Linked DNA regions of Triticum aestivum: region 2 is linked to region 1. The links are chromatin contacts, called in public Hi-C maps. All regions are on one chromosome and are shown on one strand. The core of a region is the stretch at or near the end of the contact, and the rest is flanking DNA. Distances in the headings are between cores, read along the strand shown.

Region 1 (6,964 bases), core at 4,020-6,519:
GCAAAGGTGATCGACAAGCACTTCACCCCTGTCTTGGGAACGAAGGTACCGAGCAAAATAACCATCAATTGGCAGCAGTTGTAGCTGCCAACAGTCCAACCGACAGGCCTCGACAACCCATTCGCCATTGACGAGGTTTGGGTAGCTATCAAGGAATTACCGACTGATAAAGCACCTGGTCCTAATAGTTTTAGTGGCACATTCTTCAGGTCTTGTTGGGACACGATCAAGTCTGATATCATGCTAGTTTTCCAACAATTCTACTGCCTAGCAGGGCAGAACTTCAGTGATGTGAACACGGCCCTAGTGACCTTGCTGCCAAAGAAAGATGGCGCCACGAGTGTGTATGAGTTCTGGCCAATCAGCTTGTTCCACTCAACAGCTAAGCTCATCGCGGTACTATCCATCAGACTTTCCAAAGTGATTAACGACATCATATCCCCGGTCCAGACTGCTTTTTTGAAAACTAGGTGGATGACAGTTTTCTGTACATGCAACATGAAGTCCAAATTTTGCACAAAATAAAAACATCAGCCGTCTTGCTAAAGCTAGACATCACCCGCACTTTTGACAGTGTCTCCTAGGAGTATCTCCTCGAGCTACTCTAGAACTTGGGGCTCAGTGCTCGCTCGAGAGATTGGATCACCATGTTGTCGTCTACCTCGAGCTTGGCGTCCATGCTCAATGGCGTGCCTGGAACGGTGTTGCTGCATCGCCAAGGTCTGTGGTAGGGGGACCCCATGTCCCCCTGTTGTCCATCCTCTTGATTGACCCTCTTCACCGCCTCCTGTAGGTGGCAACAGATAGTGGTATGATCCAGCCACTATCGGGCCAGGAACTGAAGCTACATGTCAGTTTGTATGCGGATGATGCAGTGCTCTTTGCAAACCTAGTTCAAGAGGAGATCGATAATTTAATGATAATCATCCAAGACTTTGGTGAACAATGGGTCTGAAAATAAATCTGAGCAAATCAACCGGCACTCCCATTTGTTGTGAAATATTAATCTAGCCGAGGTTCTACAGAGGTTTGGTGGGCAAACTAAAAACTTCCCAATAACCTACCGTGGTCTGCCGATCACCCTCTCAAGAATCAGAATGGTGCATCAACAATTTGTGCTTGACTGCAACAGGGCCAGACTCGCTGGTTGGAAACGGAAGCTCCTCCATTGTAGGCTGACGAGTCCTGGTTCTCGTCGTGCTTAGCTCTCTGCCAACTTTCACCATCACTGCTCTTCGATTCCCGAAGAAAATTCTCAAGGAAGTTGAGAAATCAAGAAGATGCTTCCTCTGGGTCCAAGACGAGGAAATCACCGGTGGCAAGTGTGAAGTCAGCTGGACCAAGGTGTGCTCCCCGGCGGAGTATGGAGGCCTCAGAATCCTTGATCTAGAAAAATTTAGCAGAGCCCTACGGCTAAGATTGTTACAGAATTCTTGGGGGAAAACCCAACGATCATGGTTGGGCATGGATTTACCCTGCGATGATAAGGACAAAGCCATTTTCAATGCGGTGACAACGGTGATCATTGGTAATGGTGAAATGGCAGGTTTCTAGAGCTGCCCTTGGGTCAATAGCCAAACTCTCAGAAAGGCCTTCCCACTCCCGTTCAAACACTCCGGGAGAAAAAAACTGCCCGATCACCAGTAAAAGCTGCCCTGCTGACTGACAATTGGATCAAGGATCTGGCCCATGGTAATATTGCGCCTCTACCACAAGAATTCCTGGGCATGGCACGACTGATAAACGATGCCAGGCCAACTCTAAACCCCGAGGGCCAAGAAGATATTAAGTGGAAGTTGACGGTAAATGGAGCCTACTCTGCTGCTCCTGCCTACCGTGCTCAATTCCACGGCACGCACAAAACAATCTTCAAAAGTTTGATCTGGGATACTTGGGCACCGACGAAACTGAAGATCTTCAGCTGGCTTCTTCATCTCAATCCTTTGTGGTGCAATGATAGGCTGCAAAGGCGTGGCTGAGCCAATAACTACTTCTACCAATTTTGTTTCAGAAATTTAGAATGCTCGGGCCATCTGTTATGGCAATGCCCGATCACCAGGTTCGGTTGGGAGAGGGTGGCGACCTGGACTGGCTGCCAGGCGGCTAGCCCGGTGCACTGGAGTTCCTCTGATCGAACCACTGAGATTGTGGAAAGGATCGTCACAAATACAACAAGAAGCCAAAGAAATAGGATGAAGTCAATCATCATGCTTGTGCTTTGGGAGATCTGGTTGGAACAAAATCAATGCACCTTCAGGAGGAAATCGACATTGACTACTGACATGGCGGGTGATCCAATTATGGCACCAAGCAGGAGCAAAATGTTTAGAGCTACCTTTCGCTCAGCCACGGGCAGGGATTGGCTAATGTATTTTATTCTCATTTTTAGACCCTTGATCCTAGGATCTACACCACGTATTTGCTTTTCTCATTGCTTCCTGCTTAATCTTTATCTTTACCTAATATTAAAGGAAGGATTGTTTCTCCACTTTTTTCGTTTGCGGTGGGACCAGATATATTTTCGTCCGTCATGGTACCGACGTTTTTCGTTCGTCCAAAATCATCTGGCCTCGCGCTGAGTTTTCCATCCTGTAAAAAATCATCTAAAAAGACGGCCCAAGTGGGAATCGAACCTGCAGCATGTAAACCCACGCTGCTAACCACTATGGCCATATATGTTTCTGTGTTAAACTAGCAGCGCGAACTTTAATTAAAAGCAATAATCGGCAGTGGCAAAACATAAAAACAACTAGCAAAAGTCTATGCCTAAAGTGGAATCAAACACAACACCTCACGCGAGTTAACCACGCCCCTAAGGCAGTGTAGTTCTTCAATTTGTTGTGTAAAAATTACAGCTCCGCTTATATAAACTATATGCATAGAAAGATGTAAACTTTTTTGAAATTCAAATGTGATTTTATTTCAAAAAGATTAAATAGTTCTGAAAAACAAACATTTCCAAAATATGTTAAGACATTTTTAGAGACTTGTACATTTCTCAAAACTACGAACAAAAACTATTTGAAAATGTAAACATTTATTGAAAAACAGGAACATAATTGGAAAGGGGAACATTTTCTGAAATTATGAACTTTTTTTAAAAATGCGAAAATTTTGTGAAATTCCCCTAAGAATTTACGAACAAGTTATGAAAACACTATTTTTTTTGAATTTATGAACAAAATTTGAAAACAGAAATTTGTTTCCTAAATAAGGGAAAATATTTTGAAATTGTGAACAATTTTTTAAAACCAAATTTTTTTATGAAAACCCCTGAAATGTTTTTGAATTTGCAAACAAATTTGGAAAACATGGTTTTTTAATGATTGAACAAAATTTGAAATAGAAACATTTTTTGAAATCATGAACATTTTTAAAATATATAAAAATATATAAAAATGCGAATAATTTCATAAATTTCCAACTTTCTGGAGTTTCCGCAAACATTTTAAAATTTCTGAACATTTGTTGAAAAAAGAACAATATACCTTGAGTGAGTAAATTGAGCTAACTCTTACTTGTGTCTATCACCTCCGTCCATTATTATTAAGCCAGGTGCAATGAGTAGGTTCGTTGTTTTTGGGTCATTCGTGAAAAATGCATGATTTAATCTCTCTAGCAAATCGTTACAGAGCACCAACCAATGTATGCGATGGGTTTTCTTTCCTCCAATTGAAAGCTGCTTCTCCATGCGGTCACCGGTTACAACTAGATGCACTTAATCTTCATGCGAGGTTATCACTTGGTCGTAGAGTTTTGACTGTCAAGCCCTTTAAATCCAAACGAGAGGGTTTGTTTACTTATCAAATTAAATAACCGCCTTTTCATTATTTTACACTAAATCTCATCAATTTATATACATTTGCAAGTTGTATGGAAAATCAATAAACCGCTCCAGGAATCAATAGAGTGAACAGTGGGTTCCGATTATCCCTAGAGAAAGTAACACACCATTCTGTTGTCAAAGATGAGCAGAAAGGATTTAACTCCGCATTCTGATATAACTTAACATATAATTGCAATCGGACCGTGTTTAACTTGGTTGGATGGTCAACCTTTCTCCGGTGCAATGCATGGGCATATGTACTAGTATATGAAATGCCAGCAGCGCTGGATCTTTAAAAAGAAAAAGTTATCACTCCAACGATGATCAATATATATCAAATTGGAGATTATCAATTATAGACTATTATATGAAGTTGTCCCCGGAAAAAGAAATCAGGTTGACAATCCCAGATCTACTACATGTACGTACTACCCCTATAGGCACACATCACGAAACAAAATCAACTTCTCTTCGTTGTATACGGCGACAGAGTGACAGGCAAACGATACTAAGTAAGTGGCCTCAGGACAATACAATCAAGCTAGGCAGGTCCATGCAGACGCGGTTGCTGTACGTGCCTACGTGACTGTCGAATCGCATGGCAGGAGCTGCAGGAACTTGACGAGCGCAGACTGGTGAAACACGATCTTGGCAGCTGGAGCGCAGGACCACGCTCGGAGATTTCATGGTCCTCAACCTACATGTCTAATTTGGTTCGGTCCCAAGATAGGAAGCTGAGTCGTCTTTTCGACCGGCGCGTGCGTACGTGATCGGCCCTCGGCTCGATCGGTCCCTCGCCCCGCCCACGGTCGGCCAGCCAATTTACTACCTCACCAAGAATGGCGATCAGATCCGTGTAGGTGTAGTAGAGTTTGTAAAGTTCACACACCGTTCTTCTGAACCTGGAGCCAATACGATATGCATCACGTCCACTTCACGGTGCGGCGAGGTCCGGACTCGCACAGCGACGGCTTGCCCGTACCACGGCACGGCGTCAACTCTTCGCGGCCAATCGCGAGCTGCTTCGTGCCGCCGCGCCGGCCGCTCCTTCGGTCGTCGCATGCGCGCGTGGCGTGGAGAGGTGTGGCGCCGTCGCCGATCGGGCCCGTCACCTCGGGTGTACGTACCACCAGGCTGGCCGTCGTCAGCCAGCCTCAGGCCGCCGCGCGGCCGGTCCCCGGACGGTGAGCCGGTGAGGCGTCACCTCCGTCGATCCACCGGCATCCGACCCACGCATGTATTGTACGTACGGCGGTGCGGCGCCTGGGCTGGGGGCGGGTCGGGTCGGGTGCGTGCCGGGGGGGACCGGCGGCGGCGGTGGTGGTGGTGGCCGGGCTGCACCGCTGCCCGCGGGGCACGATGTTTGCCTGCCCCTGCGCGCGCGCACCTAATGCTGCCGCGCGCGATCGAGCAGGGGACACGGACAGCTGCGATGCGCCTGCCGCGCGCGTGCCGTGCACCCTACCACGCCCCTCTCACGTCCACATCGACCGATCGATCATATGTGTGTGTGTGTGTGAATTGACGTCCCTGGCGAGCTAATAATCTCGCTCAAGGCCCAGGTTAGGTGAGTGACAGCATCATCCAGTGCAAGTTTGGGGCCGGGAACCACGCGGGGCGCAGGGCAGGGGGCATGCATGCGTCCATGATTGAGTAGGAAGGAGGTTCACGGAATGGATCGGCTCCCGAGAATTCGCACCGAAACATGGGTGCCATTAACGTCGTTTCGGTGGACATGCATAATGTACCGATCGACGTACGTATAGGTGTAGGATTACGACCCCAGTAGCTTATGTTTTCAGTTGCTCGACGTCTTGGCTCCGGGAATAGCGACGACGATGATGAATAAAAGTCCTCGTCTTTTCCCAACGCGGCGTTTCTGCTCTGTGGTCGGTGATCGGTCTAGCCGTTTAGGTGGTAGTATGTTCAAGCGGGATGATGTGCCGGCGACGGCATCCTTTGTGGTGAATTTGTCCTCGGGCTCCATCGTTCCGACGACGTTTGCTCCGGCGTCGGCTCGGAGCTCGGGTGGTAGTTCAGGAGCAAATGCGGACGGTGGTCTGATCGGCAACAGCTTATGTTGGATCATGTGTTGGGTTCGTGGCTGGCGGGTGGTGGATTTCGTTTCCTCCTCCGACATAGTCACACGGGGGTGTCAGATTTTGGGTTTGATGGCATGACCAAGGTGCTGCACTAGTCAAATTCTTTCAGCGGCAATAGGTTCATCTTTAGTGAGCTAAATTGGAGATCTAAAAAGTTGCGACCAACGATGAAACCACGTCGAACTCGAGTGAAGAGGTGATCCGCCTCATGTTTCTTTGGTGGCTGTTGCGGTGGAGTCAGGCATGAGTGACGGGCGTTGACTTCAAGCTCAAAGGATTCTTCGATCTTGATTGTAATTTTCATTCTTGGTTGGGCATTCTTTGTACAAAAGCTAAGGTTCGATTGTCTTTCCAGTTCGGTTAAGTTGATGCCTACGTGGCTTATACCTCAATCTTTATTATATGAATCTGTGTGTACTCCCTCCATTCCTACGAGGAAGGCATATACTAACTGCTCAGGTGCTTAGAGAAATTGCTCAAAACCCTCATCCACACTCTCACATTCATCCATGTCCAAAACCCTAAAGTCTATCTCGGTCCCACCAAAACATATCTATCCGGACCCACCAAGAAACAATTGACATAGCCACTGCCTAAACACTAGCAACTCGGTCCCACCGAGATGACCCTTCCGTCCCACCAAAGAGCACTTGCCAATCTTCTGTTGCCTATCGATTTCATTTTGCAAATTCCAAGTAGTTTCGATCGGTTTCACTGAAGTGTCGAAAATGATTAGGTCATCATCCATCAGTCTCACCGAGTTGTCTCATCCGGTCTCACCAAAAAGCATAAAGTTTAGATCATGTACCAGTCGGTCTTACCGAGTGATTTCACCCGGTCCCATCGAGTAGTGCATCAAGGTGTGTAACGGTTGGACTTTTGGTGCTGCCTATATATAGCCCCACCCATTCCACCAACTCTCAGAGAGCAACCAGGACGAAACCACAGCTTCCCATATCCATTTTCTAAGAGAGAACCACCTACACTTGTGCTGAAATCAAGGGATTTGATACGTCTCCAACGTATCGAGTTTCCA
Region 2 (6,092 bases), core at 1,979-4,478, 150 kb before region 1:
AGTAGTAGCATGGCATTGGCATGCATGTGGGGTTCCTTGCAGAAGATAGCAACGCTGTCCACCCATCATCAGCAATTAAACGAACCTACCTGCACATTGTGATAGGGCACATGCGTGTATGCGCGTAATACTTTGCCCAAGAAACCCCTAAGAAACTTGCACAAACCAGTGACTGTCCATACAGGGAAATCGCGCGTCCTTGGCTGCGCCAGATGCACGTTAGTTTGTTGCGCTGTATATGGCTAGCTGTCCACCATTCACTCATGTTGAGCAGCTAAAAGAATCTTATAAGGTGCTTATATGGCTAGCTGTCCACCATTCACCATTCACCCATGTCTCTCAAAGATGTTCCTGCGAGTAGGGTATAGATGCGTATGTTCATATGAGTGAGTGAGTGCGTGATTGCATGTGTGCGTTTATACCAGGTTTGTAGAAAACTCGTAAGGTTAGTTATTTCCTGGCCACCAGGGTTAAAATTTGATTAGCTATTTACTATGTCACTCTACCAATTCTATATACTATGTCCGCCTGGGTGTGTAGGGCATGCATGTAGTTTTAAGTTGACAATTTGGCTAGCTAAATACTTTCTCTGTTTCGAAATATAAGTCTTTTTAGAGATTTCACTATGGATTACATACGGATGTATATAGACATATTTTAGAGTGTAGATTCACTCATTTTGCTTCGTATGTAGTCCATAGTGGAATCTCAAAAAAGACTTATATTTAGAAACGAAGAGAGTACTTTACATGGAGCATTTAACAAAAAAAAACTATCATATTTGGGGTTTGTGTCCCACTGAACTATCATTTTCTTAACAGTGATAGCAGACTACCACATTTACTTAATTTTTGGCAAAAAACTACCGAGTATGATTACCATTTTACCAATTTTAAATGTGTTTATGACATGCAGAACCCATTTTGATTATTTTGACTATCATATTTACCGTTATTACAAGTAGGACCCATATGTCAGCATCTACCTTCTTCTTCCTCCTCTTCTTAGGCATTTCAACGAACACCTCATCTTCATGCCACACATCGAACGCTGGTGCCGTCCATGTCGCGCACCTGCAGGCTGCCAGAGTCGAAGATGCCGGACGAGTAGGGAAACGGGCGTCCTTTGGAGTCGTGCGTTGGAGTTGGCCTAATTCGTCCAAAGACGGTATGTTAGCCGGATGCTTTTCATCGGCCGGCGTTGTAGGGTGGGCGACTTCACCACACCCGGTCGTCGTCTCGTCTGGTAGTACGCCGGTGGATATATCGATCGTACAAACATGAATGCGCGGTGCGCGCGCAGAAAGAGAAGGGAAGAGCCGGCAAAACAAGGCGGTTGACGCGAAGCCTTTCCTGATCCCCTCGTCTATTTTCTTTCAGTGCTGATTAAAGAAAGGACAAACCCAAGTGGAGACACATGCACTGGTGCGGAGACACACAGAGAGAGACCGGGTTTGCACTCTTTTCACACAACGCCGTGCCATTTCCGTAGCACAAGGAGAGTCACTGGTCGTAGCGTCAAAACAGCCGGAGCCACCGCAACCACAAGTGGGCCATTCCATACATGTCAAGTGGTACCACTGGATCTATATGCAAGTATATAAATAGCATAGCGTAATCATCGTGTTTTTAACCTGATGAAAGTAAACGCGTTGCTTCACGTGCGTGCGTACGGATATATAGGGCCGATCGAGGGCGAGAGGGCATAGAGGAAGCAACCATGAGAGCCCGGCATCATTTGCATTCCTTAATACCGTACATAAAAATGAACAGTACACTCCAGTCTAGTATTAATTTGATCTCGTAGTAGTACGTATTCCAACAAAAGTTAAAGCTGGGGTGGTACAACATGACGATGATATTAATTTGCTCCAGGTAGTAGTAGTAGTACCGTAGTAGTGGTCGGTCGGTTGTCTATAGAGGACACAACTCGATCCAATGCCACCAACTAAATTTACAGATCGAGTAGTAGATCAAGAAAGGGACAACAGAAGAGGGGAAGAGGCAGACAGGAGGACGGGGGGGGGGGGGGGGGGGGGGAGCTATCTATCCAGCTCCGAGCTAGCGAGGGGCTAGCAGCACACGGAGGAGACGATCGAGAGATTAGCTCAAGCAGCAGCCAGCGCGCGAGGATAAGCTTTGGCCCAAGGTAGGAACGCTAGCTAAGCTAATGCCCTACGTAGTACAGACGGAGTGAAGCTTAGAGACACGTAGTACATTTTTCGATCTACACGATCTAGGCAGAAAGGGAGCAGAAAAGAGACGGTACATATTTAAATATGTGGAGGACGATATATATACCCTAGCTAAGCAAAGCTCTCGTACGTGTCCGGCTGGCCGGAGAGACCCATGTCGCCGCCGCCGCTTAATTGTCCTGGCGGTTGAGCTCTCGCCGATCGACCGGCCGGCGCTGTAGTACGATCACGAGCGGAGGAGGCCGCGGATGATCTCCGCTTCGGCGCTATTGTGGTCCATGGTCGACATGAGGTCCGACAGCCGGTCGCTGAGGTCGTCCACCTCCCGGTGGAGGCTCTTGATGTAGCTGCACGTCTCCTTCAGCAGCTTCGTCGTCGACGCCTGCATTTTCATTTCACTCGCCCGTTATTTCCTGCTGGCTTCGTGCAAGTCAAACTCGCACGGACAATGCAACCACCCAGCTAGCTGGCAAGCGGTGGAGTAATGTGCGTACGTGTGTATCGCTGTTGTGGTGGTAAGCTTAAGCTAAGCAAGTTACCTGGCTGGAGCCGCGGCGGCGGGAGTTGGGGAGCAGAGACTGGAGCTTGGACATGAGCTCGTTGATCTCCTCCTCGGAGATGGCGCCGCGCGACGACCTTCTGCTCGACATCGTCTTCCTAGCCGCTGCTGCGTCGCTGGCCGGCCGGGATGAGCTAGCTAGCTAGTGCCGGAGCAAGCAGACTGCAGACTCCCGCCGGCTAGCTAACAAAGCCACACAGTGTGTACGCTCAAAAGGTGCCGGGCAGTTGGCCGGTGAGCGCGGGGAGGCCCTCGCTGACGTCGAGCCGCTCAGGATACTCGCTGGATAACTTCTAGTTGTGCAATCGCTGGAGGAGTGTGTGAGGGAGACAGAAAGGGAGAGGGTGTCTTTATAGGGCGGAGAACGGATTGGGGAACGATGTAGATGCGCGGAGATAATTCGACCCCGGCAAGTAATTATAGCACTAGCTACTGGCGGAGAGCAAAAGTAGGAACGCTAACGGGGTGAGCCGGGCCCGCGTGTCTCTCTCCGTCTAATCACTGATGAGCCGAGCCCACTGTCATCGGCGCGTGGAGCCCACAGGCGGAGAGGCAGCTCGTTGGGCCCCACTTGAATGACCACCCACCACTGGCCACGTGCCCCATGCGCCTTGCAGGACTGTTCAGTTTTACCGGGAAAGAACCCCTGGCTAGACGTGTTCGCCTCCTCGCCATGCCGACCGATGCAGCAACGTCCAGGAAATCGACAAGATCATTTGTTGCGTTTGAGGTTGTGATTTGATGTTATCCGAAGCGAAAGTCCCTCGGCTCGGTCTCCTGGCTCCGAGTCTCGTTAAGCGTACGTGTATGTACCACGAACTGATGTGTGGACGAATCGAACCCCTGTCAATCATCGGCATTGCCTAATTAGTCGGCTAGTGCAAATTGAGAGTTTTGGTCATGGAGTAATAAGCTGTTCGGAGAAAGAACACGCACCTTTGTAAAGCTAATTAAACAGGGACATGGATCCATGACCTCTTCTCTTCAGCCTTCACCCATCTGTCCTTGTCGTGAGAACGGACACGGACGCAACTATTGTATTGCACTTGCACACATACGTGCAGCACAGCAACTCTCTAATCAGCGGCAAGTCTTTTATTAACTACATCAATCAACTATATATGTCCGCACTATCCACAAGAAAACAAGTCGAGCGCCAGACCCAAAAGATGCCCTGTCCCCGGCCGGTTGCCCGGGACGTGAGGGCGGACGCGTACATGCATGCACATACGCCTTTCATTCCCTTGTCGTGTGCTGTGTGCATGCCAGCACAGTGATACATGACACGCCGCTTTGATTAACTAGTAGTAGTACGTGTTTTATGTGCAGCAAACGCACCTAACGCAGGAGATAAGCGCCTAGATTCAGCGCGATGATTGAGGGAGAGTGACGCAGCACGTACGCCTACGGTTTTTTATTCATGCATGCATATGTAAACGTCTGATACAGTGGTATAATTATACGTAATTAGTTAAGAGTTGGTCTGCTGCATGCATGGGGTGGGCTCGGTTTGGCGGGGTTTAGAGCAATTCCAATGGGGCGACCCATTTCGTCCGTAAGCGTCTGTTTGGGTTGGTGCAGACAAAAGTGGCGGCCCAACGCGCCGACCCAAACGGACGCGCGTCCGTTTTTCGTCCGCGGGCGACCCATTCCAGACTCATTTTTAAACCGGATTTGCGTCGGCGCGGACACGAGACGGACGCGCGCGCGCTCGCCCTCTTTTTTTACCAGGCCCGCTGGTCGGTGGCATATTGGATTCACATCCTCGCCCGCCTGCTACGTCGCCGACGCCGCCGGCCATTTTTTCAGATAAAAATAGATACATAGATAATTCTAGCATACACAGATAAAAAGAAAAGACCACTACTCGTCGATTTCTGACTCCGACTCGGTAATGTTCTCCTTCGATGTCTGAATGTAGGCGTCAGCATACGCCTCGCCTTCAAAGTCCCAACCCGCCGTTTCTCGTAGCTTCAATTTCAATTGAGCTGCCTGCTTCCGCGAACGCTTGTCCTCCCGATAGACGGCTCGCTCCCTCCTCCTCGCGTCCCTCTCCGATCTCAATTGCTTGTAGAACTGGCGCTCGTCGACGATGTCCTGCGGGTAGCCTCCACGCAACAGCACCAAGGCTTCCACGTCCTTCTCTGCGATGGCGAGGCGACGCGCCTCCGGTGGACACGGCGATCCTCGTCGGTGAAAAGCCGCGGGAGAGGCGCCAGATCCTGCGCCCGCTGGCTCGACACGTTGGGAAAATTCATATCCCGACGAGGCTTCAGGAGGCGCCACGCCGCCGCGTCGTGCGCACGAGCCGCCTCCTCTGCGGTGTCGAAGGTGCCGAGGGCGAGACGTTTCTCGCGAAATCAGATCTCGGCCGAGAAGGCGCCGAAGCGGCGCTCGCGGACTCCGCGAAAATCCGAAGCACGTAGGCGGCGGATCGACATGGTGACGCAGAGACGGCGAGAGTGGGTGAAAGCGCCGGCCGCGGCGCGTGCGCGATCCTTTTCCGCGCGCTGGAGCGCCAAAACCAACGCGCGCGAACCTTTCCCGCGTGCTGGAGCGTCAAAATCAGGGCGACGGTCATGAAAATGGGTCAGCCCGTTGGGCGCACTGCCGACCCAAAACTAAAAGAGGGCGGACGGCGGGCGGGCGGCCGATCCAAATGGACAAAAAACGGACAGAAAAGCCGTCCGTTTGGATCGACCCCGTTGGAGTTGCTCTTACCGAACGGAGGGACGCAAATCTCGGGCGCCCGGAGCGTGGAGCCCCTGCGCCGCTGCCATGTTGGCGATCGAAACCAACCGGGCGGGCTAGCGACCGGACAGCGCGCGCCAACCTTCACGTGACCGTCGCGTGGTGAGCGCGTGCTCGTGTTTAAGGCCGCCGTCCATGTGGTCGATCGGGGCCTGGCCGCCCTGGCTCCGGCCGCGTGACAGTCATCTCACGAGCCTCCACCGCTGGACGGCACGACACGAGGGCCCCGTCGTCGATCGGTGGTCTGGCCCGGCCCCGCCTTCCCGTCCGGCCGTCTCCATCGGCCGATCGGCCCGGCCGGCGGATCCCGCGACCCGGGGGGCATTACGTGCCTGCCTCCGTTGCGAGATCCAGGCGCGCGAACCAGGCACGGACACGTACGGCGTGCGCGCATGCACGGCGCGGGGCGGCCGCTGGCCACAGACGGTAGATTAGCTCGGGCAGGGTGGGCGGAGAGACGAGCGGCCGGGAGGGTGCACAGCTGCCGCTCCCGCTGGTAGCTTGTGGCGGGCAAAAGGGGCGCGCATGTGAGGGGCGCGCCGCGGTAGTGGGTCTCCGGCTGATGGCGAGGCGGCAGGGCGCCCACCG

What was found. Hi-C and Micro-C count contacts between places; a contact is called where the count stands out from the background.
Region 2: a contact with region 1 is called in a Hi-C map of leaf, with 7 times the contacts expected there. The contact joins the promoter of LOC123128372 here to the enhancer-like site in region 1. A contact is called at or near these places in 2 of 5 Hi-C or Micro-C datasets (both in leaf).

The regions. Positions count from the first base shown.
Region 1 is chr6A:542,179,211-542,186,174 of IWGSC CS RefSeq v2.1, reverse strand. No RefSeq gene overlaps it. Among protein-coding and RNA genes, the nearest start is that of LOC123128371, 17 kb to the right of the region's middle. Within about 2 kb of position 5,269, at least 5 of the 8 cell types and tissues checked have an H3K27ac peak or open chromatin away from gene starts, as enhancers often do. A contact at or near this core is called in leaf, where this site is marked.
Region 2 is chr6A:542,323,266-542,329,357 of IWGSC CS RefSeq v2.1, reverse strand. It overlaps LOC123128372 (transcription factor ILI5), which reads right to left and starts at 3,228. Exons shown (of 2, transcript XM_044548355.1): 1 at 2,734-3,228; 2 at 1,723-2,576. The coding sequence starts at 2,844. The coding sequence ends at 2,421.